Linked DNA regions of Zea mays: regions 1 and 3 are each linked to region 2. A link is a contact called in public Hi-C data. All regions are on one chromosome and are shown on one strand. Each heading gives the region's core, a stretch centred on a gene start, on an enhancer-like site or on the middle of the called end of the contact. The rest is flanking DNA. Distances are from core to core; before and after follow the strand shown. Region 1 holds the start of LOC103655902. Region 2 holds the start of LOC100216668. Region 3 holds the start of LOC100284517.

The links. Hi-C and Micro-C count contacts between places; a contact is called where the count stands out from the background.
Region 1: a contact with region 2 is called in a Hi-C map of endosperm, with 3 times the contacts expected there. The contact joins the promoter of LOC103655902 here to the promoter of LOC100216668 in region 2. A contact is called at or near these places in 9 of 25 Hi-C or Micro-C datasets (bundle sheath, ear, endosperm and 4 more) and 1 of 3 datasets of contacts at active chromatin or transcription factors (seedling).
Region 3: a contact with region 2 is called in a Hi-C map of ear, with 2.2 times the contacts expected there. The contact joins the promoter of LOC100284517 here to the promoter of LOC100216668 in region 2. A contact is called at or near these places in 3 of 25 Hi-C or Micro-C datasets (bundle sheath, ear and tassel).

What each region holds. Positions count from the first base shown.
Region 1 is chr4:216,928,498-216,932,930 of Zm-B73-REFERENCE-NAM-5.0, forward strand. LOC103655902 reads left to right here and starts at 2,431. Exons shown (of 2, transcript XM_020552321.2): 1 at 2,431-2,516; 2 at 3,222-4,433. The coding sequence starts at 2,431. The coding sequence ends at 3,972. LOC100274044 reads right to left here and starts at 2,447. Exons shown (of 8, transcript NM_001148425.2): 1 at 2,205-2,447; 2 at 1,935-2,056; 3 at 644-755; 4 at 481-530. The coding sequence starts at 2,265.
Region 2 is chr4:216,721,991-216,726,667 of Zm-B73-REFERENCE-NAM-5.0, forward strand. LOC100216668 reads right to left here and starts at 3,053. Exons shown (of 9, transcript NM_001143077.1): 1 at 2,728-3,053; 2 at 2,564-2,623; 3 at 2,405-2,473; 4 at 2,212-2,304; 5 at 1,771-1,875; 6 at 1,595-1,672; 7 at 1,113-1,238; 8 at 341-434; 9 at 1-261. The coding sequence starts at 2,907. The coding sequence ends at 71.
Region 3 is chr4:216,897,020-216,901,650 of Zm-B73-REFERENCE-NAM-5.0, forward strand. LOC100284517 reads right to left here and starts at 2,416. Exons shown (of 1, transcript NM_001165497.2): 1 at 1,845-2,416. The coding sequence starts at 2,344. The coding sequence ends at 1,979.

The DNA.
Region 1 (4,433 bases), core at 1,181-3,680, 210 kb after region 2:
TATGATCTATCTACAAAAAAGTGAAAAAACATTGAACAACACATAACTTAAAAAAGCACATCCTTCGTGTGATTGTTTCTTGTGCATGTTTTAAGCCTTGGAATAATTTCAAAATGAATCATGGCCAGAATGCACAGAATAGGACTATATCAGCCTAAAATGTATCTGTACTGAAGTCACACAACAGACTGTATCTGTATGTCATAGTAGGCACATCAGGCTGCTACTTATAGCAAATTCACATTTAAGCATTTTAAATCTGTTGAAATATCAACCATTAGACCTCAAATACTCATATTAAAAGGGCAGACCCAGTGGCGGACAGACGGAGGCTCCCATATGAGTGGGGTTTGGGGAACGAATCAACCAAGACAAGCCTTCTCCGCAAATGAGGAGACTGCTTCGAACCCGCGACCTGCATTGCACCAGGCCCTTCAAGTACTTGGACTAAAACTGAAATAAAATGATATACCACCATACGTTGGTTGTAGGACCATCAGAGGAGTCAGATTTCCCTGCTTCAGCCATGCCTGCTCATGTGTAAATCAATGATGAACTTTGGAGCCAATTAACTTAAATAATGTAGTGAGAGGTACTAACCATAGAAAAATGTGACTTTATTGCCAAGTAAGATTATCATTACCAGCGTTATGTTGCTTCAACATAAACTGCCCAGGAGATAATCTTGATAAGTTCTGGACTTCATAACGGATCGAGTCTAATTGTGTCATAGCGTCTTTAAGCTCCTTATGAACCTGGATACAAGAGGAGAAATATGATTCTACCACATGGGTTTAACACACTTATATTGAATATCCATATTTCAGAAACAGTGCAAGGATCCACAATCCATGGTTATTAAAGCGGTAAAACGTTAAAACGTTATGAATCACCTTTTTAACATTTAAACGTTGAAACGTCTTTTCAGACTTGACATAGAACTTCAAATATAGAATAAGTTCATAGATAAGTTGAGTACTTGAGTTCACAAACCAAATAGCATAAAAGGAAACAGATCACGTTCAACACAAGTTCAACCACACAAGCTATAACTTGTATCTATGATCAGTAACCATCATCCAACTCATCAATATCAAGACCTAAAAGAATGATTCAGTGTGACTCAGTGACTGTGAGCAAAATCAAAATAGAGCCTAAAACATAGGAGCTGGCTGCTGGGGATGGACCGACTGGAAGGCTTAGGCGTTAGGAACTTAGGGTTTTTCCATCTTTTGGCCCAGGAAAGGAAAAGCCCACAACGAGTAGAACGTCCTAAACGCAAGTAAAACGTCTTAAAACGCACAGAGGACGTTTAAGCGTCGTTTAAATGCGTGAAACGGACGTTCTACTCCATTTTGGTAAAACGTTCGGACGTTTCAACTTTTAATCACGTTTTGTCGTTTAAACGACGCTTAAACGACGTTTAAGCGACGTTTTAATAACAATGCCACAATCAATCCATCAATTGAAATACTGATCGCAATTACAGAGGAGGAATCAGTCCACTAACAACATGTGCAGCAACAATGAATATTATTCATCAAAATAACTAGAAACTATACCGTGACTGATTATCCTAGGCTGTATTGGTGGCTATTGGCTAATGTTGAATTTCCTTTGCTTTCAGAACTACTGAAATCTATGTACAGATGAAACTATATGAACCCAATCAGAAAACTGGACGCTAAAACATTAATGCGCAAATGCTGTTTAAAATTCAGCAGATTGACGAGTGAAAAAAGAAAAAACATTACTATCCCTATAGGGACTAGAAGACGTGATTGCACGCTTGCACACAGGGTCTGCTCAGATATTAGTCAATGCCATCCCCATAAGGCCAATTAACCTATGTGAAATTCACCATCACCGCAACACATACAACTCACAGCATTTTCACAGGATCATGGCGAGAAAAGGGTGTACTCAGAATATACCTGGGTGGCTGCAGACTGGCCCAGAATCTCGTCCAGCTGCCGGCGAGCCACTATGAGCCGCCCAACCGCTCTTCCAGTCATCCGCCCGGCCGTCCTCGCAATCTTCACCATATCACTGGGCTCTGAACAAAAGCGAGGGAATCGGGGTCAGACCGAAACATCAGTTCCAAAACGTGCCGATCCCGCCATCGCCTTCCCGTCAGTCGCCGCCATCGACAGCCGCCGCCGAATGGCCGAAGCGGAAATAGCGCGCGGAGTTTGATTACTCACTCATCATGACGGAGCAGGCCCCGAGGACGACCAGCAGCTGTCCGGTCGAGAACCCCAGCATCTTCGCACGGACAAGTCGCCGCTGGGACGGGGCGGAGGATCCACGCGGCCGTTCCGGCACACGCGCACGACGGCGGCGGCTGTGCGTGACGCGGCGATGAGAGGGAGAGACAGAAAGATGACGTGGGCAAGGAATGGGCCGGGCCTCGGCTAATTGAGGCTGGAAATGGTTGAGCTGGGAGTGGGCTGGCGTCAAGAGGGCTCTCTGATGGGGAGTGTCAACCGGGCTTACATCTTTGCCTCAGTTCTCACGTACCCTTTTATATGTTTAAGGCAAAATTTGATACATACCATTAAAAGATCACATGTATAGAAATTTACCAGCAAAAGATTCACACTTAGATATTTACCATGGAAAGATTGCACGTTAGAGATTTATAGCATTCCGTTCCCTTCCGTCAATCGGATCAATGGGTTTTTTTTTATTTGGAACGATCAACAATTAGAGTATACCAATTTTACCCCTGGCTTTAGTTTTTCCCCTCCGTTCCTTGGCCCCAGGCCAGAATACGACTCCCTCGCGTGAGGCGAGAAAGGAGCAGAGGCCCGATAGGCGACGAGCTGCTCGCGGCCTTCCAGGCGGCGCGCTCGCCCGCGGCCACCCAAGTTTTTGCTGCAGCGGCGTCCTCCACCCCACGCAGTATGCACCTTTCTCCCGTTCTCCCTCATCTTCCTTCCTTGCTTTGGGAGTTCTAAATCCTAGGATTTTCTTCTCTCTTGTAGTGCTCAGGAATCGATCTGAAATTGAGGCGCATGGATACTTCTGAGGTTCCTGAAGGATAATATCCTTTTCCTCTTTGTTGAATCTTTGCAATTTCTTGTAAATTGTACAAAAGTTACTGTTTGTGAGGGGGAATAAATTTGTACAGAATAAATTGATTCATTTAGGACTGGAATTGTCATCAGTTGCTACTTACATTTGTTCTCCCTTCTATGTGTTTGCCATTGCTATTGCAGGATTGATCCGACTAGTGCATGTAGAGTTGAGGTCACTGTCAATTCTTACTTCAGTGTACGAGATGGTAGAAAGGAGTATAACCGGGGTAGGCCAGTAAGCTATGTTGTTGATTCAGAAACATATTCTATCATTGATCTAGAGAAAGATATTGCTTCAGAATTTAAATGGGCCAGTGAACAGCAGGCAAATTTCTGGGTTCTAACAGGAGAGGGTAGTCTGACATGCAAGTTGGCTTCAGATGCACAACTACTTGACTTGTTAAGGACATCCAGAGTAGTGAAGTTGTTCATGGTAGTCGGTAGCCGTGAGCAAAATGTAAGAGAGGAGGAGATGGCTGCTGCTGCAGTGAATATAGGAGACGAGGAGATGCCTACTGCAGTAAATATAGGAGAGGAGGAGATGCTTACTATAGTGAACATGGAAGAGGAGGCGATGCCTATTGCAATGGACCATAATTTGGAGGTACATGATAGAGGATTTACATGGGCAGAAGTACCTGAATATGGGGAAACAATTGGAGGGCCACCAATACTTGAGGAGGAGGAGGAGGAGCATTTCAGAACTATTGGGTGTGATCCTGATGGAGACGAGCCTGTAGGAGTAGATGAAGAGTGGAGGTACTTTAAACGTACGGAACATGTAGTCATTGATCCAGTCGATGTACACAAAAGAAAGAGGGCTGCTCTAGAATTCAGAGACTTTGATATCCAACAGAATGGAAGGGCGTATCCTAGCAAGTGTGTTGCATGAGTTGAACATGAAGAGCCGAGGGCTGCAGTATGGAATCATGAGGACTGGTGCAATGTCTGCTGAGATATCTGGAATAACAAAAGAAGGTAAGAATTGGAGAGTTCCTGTTGACATTGAGAAAAGAACTTGTGGTTGTGGACAATGGCAGATTTCTGGAAAACCATGCACTCATGCAATAGCTCTATTTTGTCAGCTTAAAAAACTTAACATTGAGAACTTTGTAGATGACTACTATTCTGTAGAGAGGTTCAAATTAACTTACCAGTATACAGCTGCTCCATTGGGTGATTAGACTCATTGGCCAAAATTTGACCTCGGGTTTAAAATGATTCCTCCAAAGCTAGAAAGACCTGCTGGTAGACCAAGAAAGAAGAGAATCAAGGCTAGTGGTGAGGCTGGGAAAAGAGGACCATATCAGTGCAAAAGGTGCTTTCAGTTTGGACACATAGAGAAGGGTTGTG
Region 2 (4,677 bases), core at 1,803-4,302:
CAGAACTGGCAAAAGCCTAGCGTACACCATTGGGGTGTTGGTGTGTGGGGTGGGGGGGGGCAGCATTGGCTTAAGGCACTCTAGATCGCCAAGCCTTCGCCATCTTCTTCCCGAGGTATTGAGCAGCAACTGCACCGCCAGAGGCGAGCAGACCACACACTGCTTGCCGCACGCTTGAAACCATTACTCGGTGCCTCAGGGCCCTCCGGACACAGTTTGCTGCCATCTCCTTGGAAGAAACTACGGTGCGTGGTGGTACTTCTACAGAAAAAAAAACTGTCTGCAGTGAGAACGTGTTATAGAATGAACAAAGGCTACAAGAACACCAGGATAACCCAACCTTTTCCGTGCAATGTGTGCCTTCCTTGCATTTGGCTTTGGATCGTCCACGGAAGAACAGAGAACAGTTCATTTGTTGTACATGGACCGCAATCCTGTAGATACGTGACTCCAATGCTTAGAACTCAAAACCAAACGTATTACATTTAGTGAAGTATGTCAGTTGGCTATGCAGGCTCCAAATTTGTACCCGCTCCGACCCCATTAGGATGGCATGTTTCATGACGAATCTAGTAACGTTAATTCCATGTTATTAATCTGCATAACTTTTTAGCTATCGATAACCAAATTTAAAATGGTTTGACTTAGAACAAAACTAAATGGACTTATATTTGAGATCGGATGTGTAGTAGTTACAATTGCTACTAGGGTAGAAGTTCAAACCAAATTTTGAAGTGACAAATAAGGGGTTGTTTGGTCCCCGCCTCCTAAACTTTAGTTAGTCACTTTTAGTACCTAAACTACCAAACAATATAACTAAATGAGGTCTCCCAGATAGAAATCTTAAGTTTAGTCCCTAAAGTTTAGGAGGGTGACTGAAGGAACCAAACACCAGCTAAGTCTTAGCATAGCAAAGGTAAGACAAATAGGGCAGTACGGCAAGTGCAAAAGAACATGACCACACAACATGATATGGCCTTTAACATGGAGTCCAAGTTTTAGGATAACAAAGTACACAGGTCACGTTGTTGTATGGTCCACAAGGAATGATAAAAAGCACTTCCATATTTTATCTCTTTGAACAAACTGAGTATGAGCAGAAGGTAATAAACCTGCCGGAAAGTTTTATATTGTCCATGGGATGATGTCTTCAATAGGCCTTCAGCAATATACTCTTGCAAGAGGGGGCTGTACATCAATTGGAACGACTGAAAACTACCCTCAACAATCTTCTTCACCTGATTCATAGGAGGAATTGAGTGTGGAATTATAAATCGAAAAGAGTCCTACTAGCACGCTGTCTTACTAAACATGTAGATAAGAACAGAAGTAACTACAAAACAACAATTTAGCCGATGGAACCCGGCATGCAGATCCAATAAAAGCAACAGGATTTTGAGGCTAGGCTCTCAAAGGACTAATTGAAGTTAAATACTATGTAACATGCCGTTTTCAATTTAGAGAAGTACGTAAATGGATGTGCCAAACAGACAGGCACACCTTTGTGAAGTACATAAATGATGTAATATTAAATCGAATTGAAATGGTTACTGAGTATAGAGCAAAGGTGAACATGCATTTCTTTTGTTGATACCTTATCTTTGTCTTCCGCAAACAGCATTCTCAAATCACCCATATATGATAGACTGCAGATTTGAGCATATAGGTCGTACTGCACAAAGAGGGATAAAAGGAGGCTCAGAAATCCAGAATCAACTAGCAAAGCAAAGAAAATAATTTCATGGAAGGAAACATCAAGTTAGCAATAACCTCCGTGAACTCCGCTGGTAAAAGGAGTAGAGAAGCTGAAGTTGCCATTTCTAGGTTAATTGAGTTGACCTTCCTTATATCCCAGTTGTCAACAAGAACATGGACCTAGCAAAATACAGAGACAAAATCAACTAAGATAATGTCAACTTCACAAATGCAACATATCCATATTTACACATCAAAGGCACTACAATTGTGCAGTGAGAAACTCGCAATACTAGACAGCCAATGAATATAATCACAACCAGTGAAACAAATAAATATAGTAGTTACATGAACATGGTCCATATCAAGCAAAATGTGTATCGCCACAGCCACAAAAGATAATTGGAGCAACGGTCTAAAAATGGGTCAAGAACATATAAAGCGCACAATCCCGATCTAGCAAAATCAGCATTATGCAATCTCATATTTAAAGAGCATGGCATTGCATTTTCATACCGGTTTCTGCAGCCGACCACTGAGGTAGAACCTGTCCCAGGTCAAGACATCCATTGCCAGGTCCCTCATCCTTACCACCCCATATTTTATCCTCTGCGCCACCAAAAGACAGATTTCTTCATCAAGTACTCAATTCACGCACAGCCAGTGGAACACAATGCCATCGAACACAAGGCACCACGATTCATGGTACCTTGTCTCTCCATTCCACAAATGGGTTGAAGTACACCCCGACCCCAACATGATCCGCCAGTCCAGTGATCTGAGCTCCAAAGACCAAGAAACAGTTGACCATTAACACAGTTTGCCAACAACCAACCAGAAATTGTGGTGTTGGGAGGAGCAAGCTTACGGCGCCTGCACCGAAGCCGGCCATCCAGCGGGAGTAGTGCGCGGGGTTCCTTTCCAGGTTCTGCACCGACCAAGAAACAATTCCTTCATAATAACATCAAACTAAGGATATGAACTAATTTGACGGATTGATTGACCAAATGAAAGGAGGGGGGTTCCTAGCACCTCGGAGTGCCACTGGAGGGGGTCAGCGACGCCGATGATGTAATCGACCATGGACGTCCCGTCGGGGCGTGCGTGAAGGAGCGTGGAGCCGTACGCGCAGCAGAAGTCCACAGGCGGGAGGAGGTCCCGGAGCGGGCCGGCCAGCTCCGCCGCCCTGTCCTCCTCCGCCACCGCATTCATTTAGGCGCGCGCTCTGGTTGCTAAGAGGCGAGAACCTAGACCAGGGAACGGCGGCGCGGCGGTCGCCGGAGGAAGGCGGTGCTGAATAACGGCCGCCGCCGGTGGCGGGGGATGGGGATGGGGAAGGCGGACCAGCGGTGCTGAATTGACGGCCGTTGGTGAGAGGGTCGACGGTCTGCATTGAACGCCATCGCCATGCAACATACGGCCCAATTAGAGCTAACCCCTATGCATTTTTTTTATTATTTTCCTTCGTATTAGTCCAAAATTATGCTGAAGCTGAATTGTTGATCCTATTAAAATCGCTCCATTTAAAATTACACCATATAAGCCATGTTTGGAACCGACCTAGTTTTTAAGAATCCAAATGCTGTTGCCAGTTTCTAGAAACCGATTTATTAAAAAACTGATTAATGGTGTTTAGAACCACATCAACTTTCATAAACTCAGGGGCGACGGCAGGGGCACATGGGGTAATATCCCCTATACCTGTACATGTTGGGCCGGCCTGGCCCAGCACGACACAAGTCAACAAAAGTACAGCCCACAAAGGTACGGCTTGCAAAAGCATATCCCTAATTATGGGTCGTGTCGTGCCAGCAAGTGGGCCTAGTCATCGGCCACGACACGACCCACAATTAGTTATGTGTGCTAAGCCGACCCAAATAGCCTAGAATACCTTAATGTGCAAGACCGACCCATATTCATACAATAGTAATACATAAACAAAAAGTATAATATGTATATATGACCAAAATAAACTAATATGTTTTGTGGCTACATATTAAAATACTTTGGTCAGAAAGAAAAAATAGTACAACTAGCACAGTAATAATATTCAGTTCTCTGTTCAGTGTTTAGTTGAGTACTATATAGTCATACAAAATACATATACAATGATAATCATCACTATTCACTATCCTCATCTTGGTACAGTCGTACTGGTTCTCGAAGGCCTATTGAAGCTCTAGTTTCTCCAAGTTGTGCTGGTCCTGTGGGCTTTGACCGGCCTTATGTCACACCCATTTCCAAGGGGCAGAGCCGGGTGCATAGCATATGTGTGCCAGGATCTATTTCCACACATATATTGACGTCACAAGTGTAATATATCAAAAGATCAATGCATAAAAGCGTAAATAACGATTATATTAACATATTACACTTTGAACAGACGTAATGTCTTAACCTTTATTCATCAAAGTACAGCGAAACATGGACATCCATCCACAGGAAGATGACCGGGGGTATCACTAGACTAGCATCCATGGAGTTCAGCATCATATTTTCATCTGCAAACTTCTGATCAAAATTTAAGCAAGGGTGAGCTCACTTATGGTCGGGGTTCAGCAAGTGAGGGAAAAACTAATGCAAGTTTAACAAGGTGAGGCTAAGGTTGAGCAGTAAGCATTTTAGTTGGTCAACATTTTATTAACAACACCTGTCTTACTAATAAGTGTGAATCACAAGTATTCCCATTAAACAAAGGTATAAGAGTATATAAAAAACACTTAAGTAAAACCACTTAAGCAAACCATTGGCAGATCATCGGATCTCGATTTATTTCCATCTTCAAGTTCAATTATCATGTGAGGAATACAAGCTGCTCATAACCGTGAGCACGGCTGATATATCAGTTTTACACTTTACAGAGGTGGCGCATCTTTACCCATGAGTCGCGATTCCCTTCTAGCCCGGGTTAGCTAGACCCGTATTCACTTCCGAGGTGAATGGCCAGGGTCTCACTACGAGGCTTCTCCCTTGAGTCCTCAT
Region 3 (4,631 bases), core at 1,166-3,665, 170 kb after region 2:
TATCCATATGTTTTGGTTTCCGGGGTCCCAGATCTATTAAACATATCTTTGAGATCTGATTGGTGGAGGTGGATTTAAATACTAAGAATCTTATTATAACAGGTGTCTCAGCACTGTATTGGGCTATTTGGATAAGTATAAACTACTCCGTATTTAATAAATCCCAAATGTTGACTTATTTACAGTTTCTATTCATAGGAACTCACCGGCTCAGACTCTAGACGCAACTTCAAAGAAGTGAAGACACAACGGATCTATTAAGAAATGCTTGTCCACATCTAGAGATGGTGGCCATGCAGTTTTTTGCATATTAGAGTTGGAGGTTTTCAAACAGGATTGCGTTGTAATGAAATGTTTCTTTTTTTAAGTGCATGTTGAGTTGGTGAGGTGTAGGGGAGCATTTAGGCTTACAGTTTTGGTCCTCCTTTGCGAGGAGTCGGAGTTGTTTCAAGTTGTATAAATTTAGTCCCATCATGGAAAGATGTGAAATCCGAGATTTTGGTCCATCATCTAAAAAATATGTACTTGACCTTTTAAATAATAATTTAGAGTGAACTTTAGAAAGACTTTTAAAGATACTTTTTCGAGACCAAAAATAAAATTATTTCGTTACTATGTTTTATTCTTTGTTGAGCAAGCATCACCATCTCACATGAAGACTAAACTGAGGGTACCAGATGAGTTTTTGCGAAACCGAGAAATCCGGGTTCGTTGATTGAGTAGGATTAGAAGGGAAATAATGATAGTTTAAATAGTTATATTGATCAGTAAACATCAAAGCTTAATGACTAAGTGGGCTTTCTTACGCTAATTAAGAAACGCATCCCACAATCGCAGCCACCTTTCGGGCTATGGGACAAGTGCCAAAAAGAAAACAGATATTCTTGAGCCGCCAGGTAGGCATAGGGATGGCAATCGGGCGGGTAGTACACGGATATATAGTTCACGGATCCATACCTGCGAGATAAAACTCAACCCATATTTGTACCCATAAACGTTCGTGGGTATGGATCTATATCCATACCCGCCGGGTATCCGCTATCCAGTGGATATCCGTTACCCGGCCGCCCACTATAATTTTAGCATTAAACACCAAACAACAATTTTATTACATTTCAAAATAATTATCATTCCAATAGCATTAAATGATAATTTCAGCACCAAACAACATGTTATGGATAAAAATTGAAAAATAAGAATTTATGGTAATATATAAATCCGGATAGCCCACGTGTTAGATATCCATTGGGTAACGGGTATGGATACTGGATATCCATACCCGTGAAAAAAATATCCACGGATACCCTATTATATCCATAACCGTACCCGCGGATATCAAATTCCACCATACTCATATCCAATGGATAATTATCCGCGGTTATTTACCCATACCCGTATCCATTGCCATCCCTAGGTAGGCAGGTAGCATATGGAATTCGCACAATCATGCTCCAACAAAAGCAACATTACAAACAACTAGGTTACTTCTAAAATTTCCTATCATTTGCAGTGTTCAATGGCTGTTCCTGCCATCTAAGCTGAGTTTACTGTTTACCGAACCTTCCCCAATATCAGGCAATTGTCCAAATCAAACAGAGCCAGCTCCTAAAGTCAAACAAGAGGCAGATGTCTTCGTTGGGCTGCTTGTTTTCCCCCCCTTTTGAAGACTATATTTGCGTAATCCATATCCCATCATAACTTAACTGGCAAACTATGGAGATGGAGTAGCTAATCACTCTGCAGTCTGCACTGCCACTGACGGCATGGAATAAGCGTTGCACACAGCATGCAACCAAGAAATCATCTAGCAACGCACTAAATTGGACGCGGTGACAGCCACAATCTGGACAGCAATGAAAGATTCTTAATTTATAATCACAAAATCTGGGCAGCCATTGTTATTATATAATAAATCTCAAAGAAAAACAGCTTATGCGGAGGTTCAAGGGAACAACTTTGGCGACACGCCGCGGCGGCCTCAGTCGGTGGCCGCGGCCACGTCGAGGACGAGAGTCGCGGCGGGTGCCGGGGCCTCCGCCTCCTCCACGTCCACCGTGGCGCCGGAGGCGACGAGCGTCCAGTCCGGCGGGAGCGGCGGCAGCGGCGGGTACTGCGTGGGGCGGCGCTTGATGTCCCACGGCTGCGTCTTCTTGGGCCGCGTCTTCATGTGGTGCTTGGTCCCCTTCTTCTGCGGCCGCGACGAGCACTCCACCGCCAGCGCCGCGCGCCCGCCGCCGTGGAGCGGGGAGAAGCCGACGGAGTAATGGCGGGCGTGCCTCGCTGGCGACGGGGCCGAGGCCGGCGGCACCACCGTGCCCGCCAGGAGTGCGGTGACAGGCGACATGCTCGCTGGTGCTGCGCTTTCGAGAGAGGCGGACGGGTAGGGTAGTAGTGTGGGTTGTGTTTGGGATAAGATGGGAGGAGGACTGTTTCGGATTGGGTTTTGTGATTGCGGGATTTGCTACGCTGAGCGAAATCTGGCCCACACTATGTGCGATCATCTGACCGCTCACTCATCGAGTGTTTTTCCTTTTTTATATCTCCACTTCTTTTAAAAAAAACTTGTAATTGTTTAGTCCCCTGCCCTCTTCTTATCATAAAATGCCATGTCACCTTTTTATATTATAAAATTCCGTGGTCTAAGATGTGCCGTTGATGAAGCTTCAACAAAACAAAATGAGGCTCACGGGTACATAATATATTTCTTTTGGTACAACGATCAGTTGTCTCCCGAATTTTGTTGAAAAATGTTTCGGCACAACTAGCTTGTACTTCTAAAGCTATCTCTAACTCATCTAGAGATGTTAATGGAGAATTCTCCATCGGGTTATAGCATCCCAAACTCATTCCTATCATATTTAGTCCATCCTCATACCCATTATGGGTGCAAAATTCATCTCATACTCATCCTCATTCGGGTTTTGGGTCCCCAATGGGTCCCCATCTCCAATTAACGCATGTTCAGGCACACCAATCCAGAAGGCGATTGGAGGGTATTAAATCCCCTCCTAGTCAATGGGAACCTCAAATCCCCATTGGGATTGGAGGGGATTGAGGTAGAAATAAACTAATTTTCTCTTCAATCCCCTTCAATCTTGAAGGGATTTGAGTTTCCAAACTAACCCTTAGTGCTACTTTGGGAACCTCAAATCCCCTTCAGGGTTGGAGGGGATTGGGGTGGAAATGAACTAATTTCCTCTCCAATCCCCTTCAATCCCGAAGAGGATGTGAGTTTCCAAACTAGCCAATAAGGGCTGATTTGGTGACCAGAGATTACGGCGGGATTTGAGAGAATTGAGGGGGAAATTAGTTCATTTCCCCTTCAATCCCCTCCAATCCTCCCGTGATCACCTTGTCACCAAATCAACCGAGTTGATTTGGTGACAAGGTGATCACGGGAGGATTGGAGGGGATTGAGGGGGAAATAAACTAATTTTCCCCTCAATCCCCTTCAATCCTCCCGGGATCCCGGGTCACCAAATCAGCCCTAAGAGGGGATTTAAACCCCTCCAATCCCCTTCTGGATTCGTGTAACCGAACAAGCCCTTAAGGGATAACTAGGTACTAACATGTAACACAAACTATCTAGATTTCAGACATCACCACATCGGCAAGTACTCATTAATGAACCATCATCCATTCATCCATCCATCAGAAAAGAAATAAGTACTTCAGGACCGATAGAAGAAATAGAGAAATGGAGTCTGCTCACATTTCTTGGTCACCATCTGAGTTCGTTGGCGCCTGAGAATCCATGATCGTCATCGTCGTCTGGATAGGGCATAGCATATGGCTGGTTATTTTAGGGTTTTGTTTTTGCTAGTCTGCTAGTTGCCTTGCCGTGTTTTCTTGTTGGGCTAGGACATGAGGCCTGGTGCGCTGCCGTGCTAGGCTTGGGGGCCGGCTCGGCATTAACTCATTCATACAAACACGACAGGTGTAGACGTATGAAATACCCATGGGTATGAAATACCCATGGATAATCGGGTTCAGATTATTGCTTCCCAAACCCATACCCGTTTACCCAATGGGTGAAGATTTTGTCCCATATTCATACTCATGGGGACAATTTTTGTCTCATACCCGTACACTCATAGGGGAATTCCCCACAGGTTAGCGGGTATCGGGTCCCCATTGACATCTCTAAACTCAGCCATGTCTCACCCTATAAACAGTGTCATTTAATATTTTGCACGACTATATACATAATTATTGGTCATAGTAAAAGCAACTATGTGGCCAAATAGTGGCACACCCAGTTTTAAGGAACAAAGCTGGGTGCATCTCATACATGCGCCAAAGAAGACAACATATATAATAACAGAGTATATAGAGATAAACGTCACAATATAATCAGAGTACTTATTACATAGCGGAAGACTTACAAAAATAAAAGATAAATATAGCAGGAACTAAAATCTATCCTTGGCGCTAGAAAGCTGACTGGGAGACGCCACCTAGATCAAGTCGAAAGCCTCAGAGTTAGGCGGCTCCTCTTCGACCACCTGCTCTTCTCCTGTGGGGGGGTGTGAGACAGCAAGAGTGAGCTCACACATGTTCATCACTCAACAAGTTGTGGGGAATAATGTGGCATGAACTCACCCAAGGTGGGAGTTCATGAAGTGTAAGGC